2 separate regions of the Mus musculus genome follow, and region 1 is linked to region 2. Evidence: chromatin contacts called from public promoter capture Hi-C data. All regions are on one chromosome and are shown on one strand. Each heading gives the region's core, a stretch centred on a gene start, on an enhancer-like site or on the middle of the called end of the contact. The rest is flanking DNA. Distances are from core to core; before and after follow the strand shown.

Region 1 (3,839 bases), core at 744-3,243, 1.1 Mb after region 2:
CAGTATTTTTATTTTTTATGTATTTATTTATTTTCATTTTTTTTTTGAGACAGGGTTTCTCTTTGTAGCCCTAGCTGTCCTGGAACTCACTCTATAGACAAGGTTGGCCTTGAACTCAGAGATCTGCCTGCCTCTGCCTCCTGCATGCTGAGTACTGAGAAAAAAGACGTATGTCACCACTATCAGGTTTAAGATTTCTTCTTAATAATATGAGCAAAATCACAGTAGGCTTTTCCAAACTGTGGCATAAGCAATATTTGGTCTTGATAATTCTTTGCTGTGGGGGCTGTATTAGGCCTAATAACATGTAAAGCCTTCTCCTCGCCTATGCCTAATAAACTGGAGTAGTACCCTCCTGCATTCAGCAAAATGATAAAAAAGTCTGCAGACATTGCTAAATAGTCTCTGGGAAGGGCAGCATTATCTCCTCCCCCTCCAGGGAAGCCACTAGTTTTTACTTTCTACTACTTAACAATGCACTATATGAGCATTTTATGAATGTCAAGTACTACCTGTGCAGTTACTATGCCCATTTTACAGGTGGAAAAACTGAGTACAATTAGATGACTCTAAGTTCCCCAAGATCAAACAACTTTTATGCAGAGCAAGGATTCAGACCCCAGAGAAACAAACTCTCTTTGGGCTGAAGATATAACTCAGCAAAGTGCTTGAGTAGCATGAATAGAGCCCTGGGTTCCAGCCTCAGCACCGCATGATGCCCGCATGGTGGCACATGCCAATCACCCAAAAAGGTGGAGCTAGGTCTCCTTTGAGTTCAAGCTAGCCTGGGCCACATGAGGCTAACTCTCAAAAATAATTTAATAAATAAATAAAATTTGGGTGGGAGGGATAATGGCTCAGTGGTTAAGGACATTTGCTGCTCCTGCAGAGCGAGGAAGGTTGTTAGTCTCAAGCACCCACATTGGTCAGCTCATAAACACCTGTAACTCTAGCTCCAAGGGATCCAATGCCTTCTCCTGGCATCTGAGAGTACTGCACTCTGCCCACAGAAACGCAAAACAGAACAATAAATAAAGAAAAACAAACTCTAGAATCTGTGCTTTTCACTCACCCATATGCACATTAGAAGAGGTAATAGTACAAAGAAATGGGAAAGAAAGATAAGATTTGAGTGTTTGTTTCAAGTTGGTCACATAGACTCGTGCTGGAGAAACACATAGCGCCTACTCAGAAGACCTGGTGGGCACGGTTGATCCCGGATCCTTCGGTGCAGTCTGCAGCCATACTTACCTAACAGTTGGATTTTTCTTTGTAACTCAAGCACCTGTGCGTGCACAGAAGACTTCATTGCATGGAAGGAGGTTGCTGACTTGGGATGATGTGCAGGCCAGGCCTGTGCCCGGCCCATAGACTTGCTTCGGTGAACCTTACTGCCTTTGGCTTTGGAAGAGGGCGCTGGAGCTTGCTCCGGGCTAGTCACCGTGGTGGTCGCGGCTGCCCAGCACAGGGGGGACGTCATGGTGATCGGGTTAAGGTCGGGAAGCCTCTAAGGGGTAGGAGAATAACTACAAGTTGGCCTCTATAATCCAGGATCCTAAACGCTGGTTCCCTAGGCTCTGGGAATGCACTTCTGCTAACTGCCTGGCTGCGGGCCTCTTAGCATCTCCCGGTTGCTAAGTAACTTCCTCCCCCCGCCCACGTTCCCAAGGAAACCGCCCGCGTTACACTCCACTGCTCTTATTGGCTGACTCGGTTCGGAGGGGCGGTCCCACAAAGAGGCCCAGCGAAAGAGAGGCGCGAGCGTAGCGGTCACGTGACGCCTGCGTGTTCGCTGGCAGTGGCCAGTAACCCGCCACTCCCAAGATGGAGGCACGTTACGCCGCCATTAAGCGCTACACTTCCGATCTGTTCTAAGGTTAGGTCTTCATGTTCCTACTCAAGATGGCCGCCTCAGCGCCCGCACACGCACTCTTGCCACTCCTAACATGGCGTCCCGGAGTTGCCGTTCGCCAAGAGGGATGAGCAAAACGGAAGTGACGTATCCGGAGCGTTCCGTTCTCTTATTCTACTGCAGGAACCGTGGCTGCTGAGCTAACCTGGTGTGGTGGCTATTGACCTTTGCCTCTACCTCGCGTAGGTGATGAAGTAGCGATGGGAGGAAGGCACCCTAGTTTCTTATAGGTTGCAGCAGGGTGGGTGGTGTGGAGGGATCGTAAATCCTTTGAACCTTTGGCGGGAGTTGCCCATTTCACCTCTTTACCGAGAGACCTATGGTTTTGAGTTCACTTTGAGACTCTTCCACTGGCTCGGGGCGGAGAGACGCCCCTTGCCCTTGCACTTCCAACTCCGATTGTGCCCTCCTTTTCCGGAAGCAGTGGTGAGGCCGGTCTTGGGTAAGCTGCCTTCTCCCAATGATTAGATGCTTCTTCATTCTTTCCTACAGTGAGAGGCCATCGCGTATCTTCCTGCCGCATAACACACTTCCGGTCTCGGCCCGGACGGGATGCTGCTGCTGCTGCTACTACTACTACCCCTCTGTTGGGCTGTAGAAGTTAAGAGACCCCGGGGCGTTTCCCTCAGCAGTGAGTCTCTTCTTTGTGCATCGGGAGGGGCGTTTCAGCCTTTTTCCTCCGTTTCCCGTAGCATTTCAGCTGGTGAGTGAGTGGGACAGAGGTAATATTTATTTAAGATCTGAGCAGAGCTTCTTGTTTCCCTCACCAGACCATCACTTCTATGAAGAATCTAAACCTTTCACCTGTTTGGACGGCACAGCCACCATCCCATTCGATCAGGTGAACGACGACTACTGCGACTGTAAGGACGGTTCAGATGAGCCTGGTGAGCGTTTGCATTTGCCCATCGCCCATTAAATGAGCCTGCTAAGCGCAGATGCCCCAAAGAACTTGGATCTCACTCTCCTGTTGCTTCCTGCTCAGTGAGCAGAAGCAGGCACAGAAACAAGATCCCTGTTGGCTTGGATTAGCTGAGGGGCAGTGTTTGTAGGTGCCAGTCCTGGTTTCCATTCCCTATCAAAGGAACAAATGTCCAGGTGTATGACCAAGTCAGCAAATGTCATTGCAGGAACCATGAATGGCATTCAGGAGGAGGTGAGGTTTCGAGTCAGGAAGAGCCAACAGAAGACCCTCTCAGAAGTGGGAGGAGGAGGGAAACTGAATGGCCTTCTAGGGATTGATGAAGGCAAAGAGGAGTGGAGGGGAGTTGCCTGGCCTTTTTGAAGGGCCTCCGGAGAAGCTGGGGAATACTGGAGGATTGTGTTGCTGGCCCCTGAAGATACAGTTTCTTCTTGGTTGTGCTTTAGTTTATTTTTGTTCTGGAGACACAGTCTCTGGTGGCCCAGCCTGGCCTTGAGCACACAGTGTAGCTGAGAATGACCTGGACCACGGGTTATCCTGTGATCACCACCAGAGTGCTGGGATTACAGACGTGCACCACCACACCCGAGTTACACTTACTTTGCTGGAGCCCCCCACAAACAAATGTGGCGTGGGGAACACGCATCAAACTTTTTTTTTTTCCTGTAGGCACAGCTGCTTGTCCCAATGGCAGCTTTCACTGCACCAACACTGGGTACAAGCCCTTGTACATCCTCTCCAGCCGGGTCAATGATGGGGTATGTGGTAAGTGCAGTGCGGGTCCTCCCAGGATCTGGGGAAGGTCGGGCCAGCCAGGGGGAGACCTCACCCACTCTGCTCTTGGCCCTTACCTTTGCTTCAGACTGCTGTGATGGCACAGACGAGTACAACAGCGGCACGGTCTGCGAGAACACCTGCAGGTGGGTGGGGCCCCTACCTGGAAGTCAGGCTGCTTCCCTGTCCGCTTACTTTTTCACCTCGCCTTTGCCTTTTAAGATTGTCACT
Region 2 (3,889 bases), core at 1,343-3,842:
GCTGAGCAGGAGCACGTGGGCCCCAGACGAGTTAGGAAAATCCACAGAACCATCACTAAGCCAAAATTCAGGCCCAATGCTGGGGATGTGGCTCAGCAGCAGAACAGCCACCTCACATATAGGAGGTCCCAGGGACCCCAAAATCAATAGGAATGTAAAACCAGCCAACCTGGCTGTTTGTTGTCCCATGTCTGTCATTTGCGCTGAGGCAGAACATGAGAATCAAGGTCATTCACAACTACACAAGGAGCTAGAACCTAGCCTGAGCTACATGCTAGAACCTAGCCTGGGCTACATGAGACCCTATCTCAATAAAAGAAAAAAGAAAACAAGCAAACAAAACCAAAAAGGCTGGTGACAGAAATTGCCCAAAATTCATAAGTCCCATGTAGTTACAAGAATATATTGTCTTAGGGACTGGAGAGCTGACTCAGCGGTTAAGAGCATTGCCTGTTCTTCCAGAAAACCCAGATTCAATTCCCAGCAAGGTGGCTCACAGTCATCTGTAACTCCAGTTCCAGATCATTTTTAGCCTGTATACACACTCTATACACACATGGTGCACAAACACATATCAGACATGCATCGGTCCACACACATTAAGATGAAAATAGATCCTTAAAAGGATATGCAAGCCTGGTGTGGTGGCGCACGCCTTTAATCTCAGCACTTGGGCGACAGAAGCAGGTGGATCTCTGAGTTCAAAGTCAGCCTAGTGTAAAGAGTGAGTCCCAGGACAGCAACGACTACACAGAGAAACCCTGTCTAGTAAAACTAAAAAAAAGAAAAAAAAAAGTCCTTGTGTATGATGAAAGTGCTTGTAAGCCTAGGAGCTGTGAATATTTTCGTGCAGCCAATGAAGCTCTCCCCAATCATTCACCCAGATGAGCAGTGGGTGGTGCCCCTGACACGGAGCGCGCGGCACAGCTACCTGCTGCTGTCCCCGTTCCGGGCCCGCGCACGCGCGTTGCAGGCGGCCGAGGAGGCTGCTATGCTGGCTCATGAGCTGCGCATGCTCACGGAGCTGTGCGTCCAGCTGCTGCAGGCGTGCCGTCGTCCGGCGCGCTTCGGCCTCAGCGTCCAGCGCGCGCTCGGCTAGCAAACCAAGTGCAGCAGCAGGCTCCGCCCCCAGGTCAGGCTCCGCCCTCGCCTCCTGCTGCAATTGCGCGCGCAGCTGGCCCAGGCGCGTGTTCAGGGTGAGACTGTGCTCGCGCAGTGCGCGCACCTCGTCCGCGAGCGCACCACCCTCCGCCGCACGCCTTTGCAGCGCGCGCAGCAGCTCCTCGTGGCGACCCAGGCGCATGCGCAGCGTGGCCAGTTCGCTGTCTTGGGTGGCTTCTGAGCTCCTGCAGACGGCGCTAGTTGCCTTCTGCGGGGACAAAACTAGGGTGACGCGGCAACGCGCGGCACCTCCGAGCGCCCTCCAAGCGCCCAGCAGAAGCAGCAGTTGCAGCTTGCGTAGCCTGGCGGTCCCCATGGCCGTCACCTGCAGTGAAGAGGAAAGAGACTACTGTTTTAGCCTAGACGGGTCCCAAAGCTCCAAGGTAGCCAAGGAGAGCTAAAGTATTGATCCCTGGGCGTCACTTCCTACGGTTGTACTCCACAACAGAGCTGGGCTGCAGCTCGCAGCGCAGATTGTCCGTTTACCACAGTTCATACAACAACCAGAATCATTTTACACCCCAAATCCCTCTCCATCCTCGGTTCCGGACACTTGGACCTGGTCACCTCTCCCCTCAGAACCTTCGGTGGCCCCCACTTAAAGAGAAAACTTCCATTTTGCGTGGGGGGCGGGGCGTGCAGGGGATGGAACATCCATCACTCATGCTGGGCCCCTCTTTTCTAATTTGAGACATGGTGTCACTAGTAGCCCAGTCTGTTACCGAACTAGGTTAGGATGCTACTGCCTGGGCCTCTTCATCCCTAGATGGCTTGTGTGTGCCACCATACCAGGTTAATATTCGTGACTCCCCACTCCTGCCCTGCAGAATTCACACCCAGGGCCCTATGCCACCACTCCCAGGCACTCGGGCACACACTTGGACCTGCTCAGAAGAAACCACAAGTGCAAAGGTCCTGGAATTGGATCTCATTTCAGATGTGCTGAAAAGAAGACATAGCAAAGAGGCCTGTGGGGTGGCATAGAAGGGAAGTGAGAGAGCCGTGGAAACTTCTGAGCTAGAGGCAAGGTACATCAACTACAGTGGCTGCTCATCAGGCGTCAGCTCCCAAGCACTGGGCAGTCTTGGGCACATGTGGCCGCCTTCGTTGGCAAGCTTGGAGTAAATGAGAGACCTGGGAGCCTCCCTGTGCCCCCCCACACACAACGTATACACACACACACACACATACACATACATACATACGCACATACATATACATGCACATACATAGACAACATACATACACACCCGTACACACACAATCAAGACCAGATGCACTCTACAAACAGCATCTACCTACATCCACTCCTACCCACTCTCACCTCTCACAGCCCAGACGCTGGCTCCAGTGAGGTTTGCGGCAATTCCACAAAATCTGAGGAAGGCCTGAAGGACCAGGACGAAGGACCGGGAGTCCTTCTGGGTGAGTATCTGGGTGCAGGAGACTGAAAAGACAGAAGCCGAGAGAAGACTTGGAAACCACCCATCCCCCAGAGCATGGATGGAGCCTGGGAGCACAGCAAGTGTAAATATTTAGTATTTCCAGTGTGAGAACCCTGGGCAGAATAGCCAGATCCCCTTGCCCAGGCCTCCGGAGCATGATAACAGAGGCCACTGCCCTACGAGTCTCTTCCTTTCTCTCAGGCTCACAGAGCATGGGAGGCCCTAGGCCCTGGTAGACTTGTGGGCTCCAGACTCAGACAACCATGACAATGATGATGTATCAGTGAGTACCCTGATGCCTGGCGCTGGGGACACCCTTAAAGGGGTAAAACTTTCTCATTTAACCCCAGCAGCCAGTAGAGGTGTGAGCCCCTGCCTAGAATCCCCCAGTGAGGGGCTGGGGGTGTAGCTCAGTAGTAGGACACTTACAAAGTCCTTGGTACCCAATATTGCCAGAAGAAACAAAACCTTAGGATGTGGTAGCACAGACTTAATCACAGTACCTGGGAGGCAGCAGCAGTTGGAGCTCTGTGAGTTCCAAGCCAGCCAGTGAGCCCCTGTCTTAAAAGGGAGTGGGAGTGGGTGTTAGATCGGAACTGATGAAGGCAACATGGAAATAAAAGCCAGCATCAGCTCAACAGAGCAGGCAGTCCTTTACTAGAGAAATGGAGATTGTACGAGGGGCAGGGGGCTTGGAATGTTAGAGGACACAAAAGGGAACATTGCGGAGGAAGATTTTATCTGAGGGTTGTTTTATGTTGACTTATTAGTCGTTAGTCTTCTCCTGGCTCCTGCCTGCAGATGCTCTCATTACTATGTTGGCTTTCTTGTCAGACAAGATGTTTCTGTCCATATGCTACCCAGCAAGTTTTGGAGCTGTCCGAGGCTCTTTGCTTTAGATCCTTGTCTTAGTCATGGTTCTTCTGCTGTGAAGAGACACCATGACCAACTTATACAAGAAAGCATTTAATTGGGGGCCTGGTTACAGTTTCAGAGGGTGAGTCTATAACCATTATGACAGGGAGCATGGCAGCAGACAGACAGATAGACAAACATGATCCTGGAGCAGTAGCTGAGAGCTTGCATGCTACACATAAGCAGGAAGCAGAGGAGTGACCTTTTTGTTTGGCTTCAGACCCTGGGACAGGGGACAGTGTGTGTGTGTGCACACACACACGCGAGCATGCACATGTTTTGCATACCAAAGCAGACCTGGCTTCTTTTTTTTTCTTTCTTTCTTTTTTGTTTCTTTGGTTTTTCAAGACAGGGTTTCTCTGTGTAGC

Evidence for each region. Promoter capture Hi-C pulls out the DNA fragments that hold promoters and counts their contacts.
Region 1: a contact with region 2 is called in a promoter capture Hi-C map of liver, with 5 times the contacts expected there. The contact joins the promoter of Prkcsh here to the promoter of Angptl6 in region 2. A contact is called at or near these places in 3 of 39 promoter capture datasets (liver, neutrophils and pre-B cells), 1 of 484 Hi-C or Micro-C datasets (CD8 T cells) and 3 of 9 other capture datasets (adipose tissue, liver and macrophages).

The regions. Positions count from the first base shown.
Region 1 is chr9:22,000,995-22,004,833 of GRCm38.p6, forward strand. Prkcsh (protein kinase C substrate 80K-H) reads left to right here and starts at 1,994. Exons shown (of 18, transcript NM_008925.2): 1 at 1,994-2,094; 2 at 2,405-2,543; 3 at 2,683-2,799; 4 at 3,504-3,599; 5 at 3,697-3,754. The coding sequence starts at 2,465. Ccdc151 (coiled-coil domain containing 151) reads right to left here and starts at 1,640. Exons shown (of 13, transcript NM_029939.3): 1 at 1,252-1,640. The coding sequence starts at 1,480.
Region 2 is chr9:20,877,118-20,881,006 of GRCm38.p6, forward strand. It overlaps Angptl6 (angiopoietin-like 6), which reads right to left and starts at 2,593. Exons shown (of 6, transcript NM_145154.2): 1 at 2,486-2,593; 2 at 932-1,486. The coding sequence starts at 1,477.